Linked DNA regions of Ovis aries: region 1 is linked to region 2. Evidence: chromatin contacts called from public Hi-C data. All regions are on one chromosome and are shown on one strand. Each heading gives the region's core, a stretch centred on a gene start, on an enhancer-like site or on the middle of the called end of the contact. The rest is flanking DNA. Distances are from core to core; before and after follow the strand shown.

Evidence for each region. A called contact is a pair of places that touch in the nucleus more often than the background predicts.
Region 1: a contact with region 2 is called in a Hi-C map of blood, with 4 times the contacts expected there. The contact joins the promoter of APOO here to the promoter of ACOT9 in region 2. A contact is called at or near these places in 3 of 16 Hi-C or Micro-C datasets (blood and liver).

What each region holds. Positions count from the first base shown.
Region 1 is chrX:22,304,867-22,308,291 of ARS-UI_Ramb_v3.0, reverse strand. APOO (apolipoprotein O) reads left to right here and starts at 1,498. Exons shown (of 10, transcript XR_009598881.1): 1 at 1,498-3,425. It overlaps CXHXorf58 (chromosome X CXorf58 homolog), which reads right to left and starts at 1,114. Exons shown (of 8, transcript XM_042241877.2): 1 at 1,034-1,114.
Region 2 is chrX:22,151,211-22,155,070 of ARS-UI_Ramb_v3.0, reverse strand. ACOT9 (acyl-CoA thioesterase 9) reads left to right here and starts at 1,886. Exons shown (of 15, transcript XM_027962917.2): 1 at 1,886-2,055. The coding sequence starts at 2,036.

The DNA.
Region 1 (3,425 bases), core at 249-2,748, 150 kb before region 2:
GACTTCCTGCCCTAACTGATCACTTATAAGTCACATTTTTTTTATACATATGACATTCCACTACTGAGGCAGAGCCTTCAGAGTCTCAATATTTCTCCTTAGAAATGGGGATGGGGATAGCTTGGAATACACTGAACTCTTGAGAAAGAGAAAAGCAGTCCTTAACATCCAGGAGCTGGCCTGGCATTCACAGCTGGGCTTAGGTGTTAACCCTGGCTTCCTACTACCACCCAACCCAGAGCAAAGCCCTGCTTTCTTGAACCCGCCCCCAAATCACCCAACCAAAGCCCAAACCCTAGAATAAATCTTTCTAACACTCTCTCACTGAGATGCCCCACTGTTTCCCAAGGTGTGCGTTTTCCTAGCAGCTGCAAGAAACAAACCCAACTTGTTCAACTACAGATGTGTTCCTAGTGGTCTTTGGCTGGAAGGCAGGGACACAGCACCACACAAATCCCCCAAATCTTCTAGATGCATGCCTGGATGGGCTTACACTTGCTATGGGGTTAGATGTGAAATACTGAACGAAATATTATAGGAAACACAACCCCATTATGAGCCACCGTCACAGTTGTTGAGGTGAGACCACAGGCTTTAAAGCTCGACTAGGTAGATTTGGATCCTGACTTCCCACTTTCCTTCTCTGTGGCCTTGCACCTATTCTCTGTGCTTCAGTTTCTTCATCTACTAGATGCGGAATAATAACCGTGTCCACCTACTTGGGTTGTTAGAAAGAGAAGACAATATATGTATGGAGTTTAGGTAAGAGCCGGGCATAGAGTAAACGCTGTTGCTTGTTCCTATTCTTGTCAATAAGATAATTATTACCATTATTACTTATTTCTATTAGTATTAAGGGAACAATAGTTGATTCCCAGTAAGAGACAGAAGCTTAAGTATTTTAAAGAAGAAAAAAAATTTTCAGGGTCTTTCGAGATGAAAGGATGTGGCAAATCAGTTTAAATTTAAAATCTTAAAACTGTCCCGCCCAGAGTAGAAAAAAAAAAAAAAAAAACACCACACAAGTAAAAACCTTTTGTGAGGTAAATCCAGGCCCCAGAGGTCGGCGGTTTGCGTCTGCGAGGCTTTCGATGCCGCCCGAGGCCTGACGAGCGCCCCCACCTGGCGGCCTCCGCACACAGGGTTCTCAGCCTACGCCGTCGGGCGTCCAATCAGCGCGGCGAAGGCCGATTCCCAGCGCTGCGCGGGCAGCGGCGCCTCCCTCCTCGCGCCCCCGCGCGCTGCCCACGCAGAGTGGGCGCTTTCCCGCCGCCTAGCAACCGCCGGCGCAGGGGCGGAGCCTCCGGAAGGCGGGGCTTGCGTTCGCTCGCCGCCTGAGGCGCCACGCGCTGCAGTTCAACAACGCAGTTTTCAGACCCCGGCTTCCGAGCTAAGCCTTGGCCGCACCTAATTGGCTGTACGGCGGTCACCCGCATCGCGGCCTATTTGCGGTCGGAAGAATCGGGCCCTATCCGGCCGCCGTAGCCGCCTCTCTCTGTAGTGGGCGGGGCCAAGGCTGGGGTGACCCCGCCGGAGCTGCCGCTGCCAGCGACATGTTCAAGGTGAGAGAGTGGAGCCGGGTCACAGCTGTCACCGCCCCCTCCCGGCCGCCCGGAGCCCTCTTCGCGCTCTCGTGGGCCTCTCCGGGGACCAGGCCCGGCTCGTCCCGAGGTTTTTTCCCGCCTCTGGGCCGGCTGCGTCCCGGCCTCGCTGTTCATTCAGAGATCCGCGTGGAGCGAGCGGCTGCCGGGCGGAGGCGTGAGACCTGGGGTGGCTGGGTGGGGCCTTTTGGGTTGTGCTCTCGTGAATAAAACACTTAAAATTTTAAAGTATCCTTCAAAGTATCCACCCTCTGGCTGGTCCCCTCTTGTGTTCGTTAGGAACGTTAGGCCACATCAGGGCACTGCGGGGTTCGGCTTTGGTTGCCTGGCAAGGTCAGGTTTCAGAACCTGCTGTATGAATGGGGGAGGGTCACCTTTGGAGAAGCTGCTGCAGAAAGTTAGAGAGGCTGGCCTGGGAAGGGCTGGGCTAGAAGGAGCAACTGGAACTTCTCTCCCCCTCCCAGCAAACGTTATATAGTATGAACAGATTGACTTCTTTCCATTTTATGAACTCGTGTCCTTTGAAAGAAGTTGACTTTTACAGTGAAGACTGTCTCGGAAATCTGCATTTTAATATGAAGGCATTGTTCTCCTTTAAAAAGAGTAAATGGTATTTGTATATCACGAAAAACAAATCACAAGCTATTAGAAAGGAGTCTACAAAATCGAGTCTTGAAGCAGTGCACCCGTAAAGTAGTGCTAATGAAATGTCAGAATTGTACTATTTAAATGTTTTATTGAGCTGCAATATGCTTTGGGGGCATTAGGACAGTACAAAATCAGACCGTGAATTTGGGCTTCCACTTGTGGCATTGCCACTTTTCCAGCTGTGTGACCTGGGGCAAGTCACTTGGCCTTTCTGTGCCTGATTTCCTGTTGGTGAGATTGGGGAACCAGCTTCTACCTCGTAGGGTTGTTAAAAAAAAAAATACATTAGGTGTGAAGCACTTGGAAGAGGCCCTGACACATAGGAGTGACATCTAAGTATTTGCTTTTATTTTATTTTCAGGCAGCTCACAGTTTAGTTAGAACAACAGATCACAAAAGCATCTTGCATTCATTTCATAAATTTGTGTTGAAACACTTATGTGCTAGGAGTTTGGCTCGATTTTAGGGTTGCAACAACTAAGGATATGCTATGATCAGTTTATATTGTTATTAATGTACTGTGGTAGTAAAAAGGAGAGTAGGATCTGTCTTACTGCTCCTGCTGCTGCTGCTAAGTCGCTTCAGTCATGTCCGACTCTGTGCGACCCCATAGACGGCCTCCTACCAGGCTCGTCTGTCCCTGGGATTCTCCAGGCAAAAACACTGAAGTGGGTTGCCATGTCCTTCTCCAGTGCGTGAAAGTGAAAGTGAAGTCGCTCAGTCGTGTCCAACTCTTAGCGGCCCCATGGACTGCAGCCTACCAGGCTCCTCCATCCATGGAATTTTCCAGGCAAGAGTACTGGAGTGGGGTGCCATTGTCTTCTCCTAGGAGTTCTCAACCTGTGGATCTCATTCCCTCAGAGGGTCTGTGGGTAGAATTTGGGGGTCCCTGAACTTTGATGGGAAAATATAATCTTTTTCACTAATCTTCTGGTGAAGTTTATCATTTCCTTCAGTTATGAATGTAGGTAACTGTTTCAGTTATCCATTTTTGGATAAAACCACAATGATTTTTTATTTCTCACCACCTATAGGTTGGCTGGGCAGTTATAAATTCAGCTGGTGGCTAGACTACAAGGTGGCCTTTCTCCCATATCTGTGGGCCTGGGGCCCGTCAGTATGGCTATCTTGGGCCTCCTCACATGGTTACTGGTTTCCAAGAAGGCTTGTCCTGAG
Region 2 (3,860 bases), core at 637-3,136:
TATTGCAAGGTGCCCAAAGTGGTCTTTAAAGGCCATATTATAGGTGACATTGTAGGTGCCTGATCAGTGTGTGGACATTCTTCTGATTGGTTGGCAGTGAGGTAACAGTGGTATTTTGGGAGTTAACCATCATCAGCCTTCTGGTTCCAACTGATCTGGGGTCTAAGTGCTTGTAATCAACATTCAGGTGGGGGTTTTAGTACCTGCAAAAAAAAAATCAAGGATATGGCTCAGGATTTTATCTATCACTCTTGTGCTATGTGCTAAGTTGTTTTCAGTTGTGTCTGACTCTCTGTGACCCCATGGACGGTAGCCCGGCAGGCTCCTCTGTCCATGGGATTCTCTAGGTAAGAATACTGGAGTGGGTTACCATGCCCTCCTCCAGGGGATCTTCCCAACCAAGGGATCGAGCCTGCATCTCTTACGTCTCCTGCATTGGTGGGCGGGTTCTTTATCACTAGTGCCACCAGGGAAGCCCCAGTAGCTCTTGAGGAGTAACTAAAAGTCCTTGACTTTGCTTTGTGGCTAAATTAATGTTATTTTGTCTTGCTTGACTGTTTTCCTTTGCTTCTGTATTTTCTCACTTCTCCAGTTAAATTTGCTCCATGGAACTTGGGGCCGAGCTATGAGGCTAAAGCTTTTCTACAAATAAGAGGCAGGGGACATGGTGGGGGTGGGGGTAATGGGTTCCTGGGAAGGCCCTATAGGGTCCTGCTCTGTTTCAGTTGAACTGTCATAAAGCAAAAACAACAACAACAACAACAACAACAACAACAACAACAAAACCCCAACACTGGAAAGGTATGGACAATATGAACAAAAAGAAAGGTGAGATCCATGCAGGCCAAAAGGAGAGTGGTATTTCAGGAGTTAACCATCATCTGGATGTGGGACTGATAAAAGCAGGGAAAGTTAGGTGGAGAGGAAAGAGGAAGCCAAAGACCATGGTCCATCTGTAATTCATAAATTGATTTTTTTTAAAAAGCCACCTTAATTAAAACTGACAATTTTTTCATAAGCATGAGGTATCAGAAAAAGCATACAATATCGACCCTGCCTTATAGGAAATTACCATCTTCAAGGACAAAGCAAGACGTGCGTATATTTTGGAAAGATCCCTCTCATTTCCTTCTTTTCTTTCCTCCTTTGACCGCTTTATCACGTTTGAAACGATGCAATTTGCTAACTTGCTTGATGATTATAAGGTAAGCCTCCTAAGGGCAGGGAGTTTTGTCTATTTTGCTGCATCTTTAGAATCTACAGAGTCCTGCACACTGCAAACAGCTGTATAAGAATTCGTTGAATGAACTGGAGAATCACAGCCTAGGGTAACATCGTCTTAATTTTCTGGCCTTGAATCTCTTGGGCGGGCCAAGATCTCCCACTGCCATACGCTAGGGGGCAGATCGAGATTAGAAAAGGAACAATTTTTTCCCCCGGAGGGCAGAGTTCTCAACCTTTGCTAACGTTAGCATCACCTGGGCTGCCTTTAGACATACTGCACCAGGATGCTGATGATGATGTTCAGTCGCCAAATCGTGTCCAACTCTACCTCTGACTAAATCAGCATCTCCGGAGGGTGGGGCCCTGAGTGGGATAACGGAGACAAGCTCCAAGGACGCGGCTGAACCTATCCTCTGCGTCACACTCTGGTGCCGCCGGGTGCATTTTATCCACAGTATTTGTGATAGGCCAGTGTCGTAGTTAGCAACACTTCCGCCGCTGCTGATAGAGCGGGAACCTGAGGGGAGACGGATTCCAGCTTCTCGCCAATGAGGGGGCCTGCAGGCGCAGCGTGGCCCCGCCCCCAGGCAACGAGGCCCCGCCCTTGGACAGCGAGACTCCGCTCCCGGACTGCGTAGCCCCGCCCCCAGCCCCCTTCCGCGGCCGTGGTGCAAGGGTGCGGTCCGGGTGAGGTCGGGTCTGGCGCCCGAGCGCTCTCCGTCTTCGCGCTTTACATTGCTTCGACTTCTCTCCACCGACCGGTGCGTGGGGCCCGGCTCTGTGGTCAGGCGTGCAGCGGCTGCCAAGCGCGATGAGGCGAGCGGCGCTGCGGTAGGTAGCCGGGCGCCTGGCGGGGCGCGGACCGGGGGCGCCCACTCCCTCCCTCGGCGCTGCTAGTGGGCCCGGGCGGAAGGAGCGGGCCGCAGCAGGCGGAACTAATGCCGGGGGCTTATGGGCAGAAAACAGGGTCGGGTAGGGAAGGGCGCTAAGGTACCGTGACCCCGCCGGCTTCAAGTGGGGCATCGCACCCCCGACCGGCGCGTCTTCTGGCCGGAGTTTGATGATGAAAGTGAAGCGACACTTGAAGGGAGGAAGTTGGGCGTTCCCTGACGTTCCTTTTTCTTTGCTCATCTGGGGTGTAGTGTGGAGTTAGCCTTTTGTCGGAAGGCTGGAGTTTAGGACTGCATATTACTTTTATCGCCCTCTACGCTTCTTTGGAGAGCATGTTTAAGGTTAAGTGCTTGACAGACTTGGACTCTGACTTGAGTGTGTTGTAATGTGGGTAGAGATTGCAGGGTACCTTCTGGCCTCTCCGGACCTCAGAACTGTGTGACTAGGTCCCCTGGTGCTGATTGAACTTTACTTTTACTGAGCAGCAAGACCCATAAGGCCAGGTGGGGGAGTGGCTTTGATTGGGCCACTTGCACAAGGAGGATGCCTTTTTGTGTAAGTCATCATCCCAGCGTGTCCAGTGACGGTTTAAGGCTTTAGACTCCAGAGCATGTCTGGCTCTCCCCCAACCCGCTGCACCGGAGCCCTCCAGCTGTTCCAAGATCTTTCTGCTTGGTTGCGTCCCAGGGGGCCGACCCTTGTTGCAGCTTCTGAATTCATCCTGCCACAGGTGTACCAGCCCCCCTGGTATGGCCCGCAGTGGTTCTGAGTGACGGTGATCCCCAGCCGTTCACTTGGGGGCCCTGAATCTCTCTCATTGTTCCTGTGGACCCTGCTGGCAGTTGAAAAAGGTTCTCTGTGTCTGTCTCTCATTTTCTCATTAACTTTGTTTTACTGCTTGAAGACAGGTTGAAGGTCATTAGGAGAAGAACCACAGTTGCCTTTAGCTTGTATTGACATGATGTGGCAGGCCTTGTACAATCTCCAGGGTTCTGTCCATGTGCCTTTTCCCAGGAAGCCTTACTTGATCTCGCCTCTCCCCCATTCAGAAGTCCTCTTTATTTTTGCCGTGAGCTCCTTGTATACCTGCCATTCCTTTCTTCTGATTCTTGTAGACCCTCAAGCAGGTACTCTGTTAGTGTCTAGCGAGAGTACATAAATGAATACAGACTGTCTGGCGTATTTAGGTTATTTGACTGGTAGGTTGTTTTTGTACTTTCTTTTTTTCCCCTTACTAGTGGAAGAGTCACTTATATTTGTTTAGTCTCTAAACTGAGGCATTTTTCCTAAGTGGAGGGCCTGTGAGTGTCATTGCCTGGTTTTGTACTGAAAACTCTTCCCAGATGCCCATCCTAAGCTTGGAACCCAGAACAGCTAAGACTTCTGTTCACATCTGCATGTGACTTTGGTGACTCCCTTCAGTAGCCATGGGCAGGTTGGGTTCCTTCGTTTCCTTTCATTGGGAAGGTTCAATAATGGAGTCCTAGGGCCTGACTCTCCTAGAGGCCTCTTGACAGTTTCTTCTAAAGGCCTAGAGGTTTTGCTGTAATTAAGACTCCAGAGGGCTTATTGGGGAATAAACCAATAACTGAGGTACTGAGGTGTTAGGCAGTGGTTGAAGCATTACACCGCCCCCCCCCCCCAATCTCGGTGTCTCGTAGATAAAGAGAAGTAGTCTGGAGTTATGAAAAGAGCAGCTTCCCAAATGTCTGGTGTATGTGGGGGGTGAGGAGGGATCAGAAGAA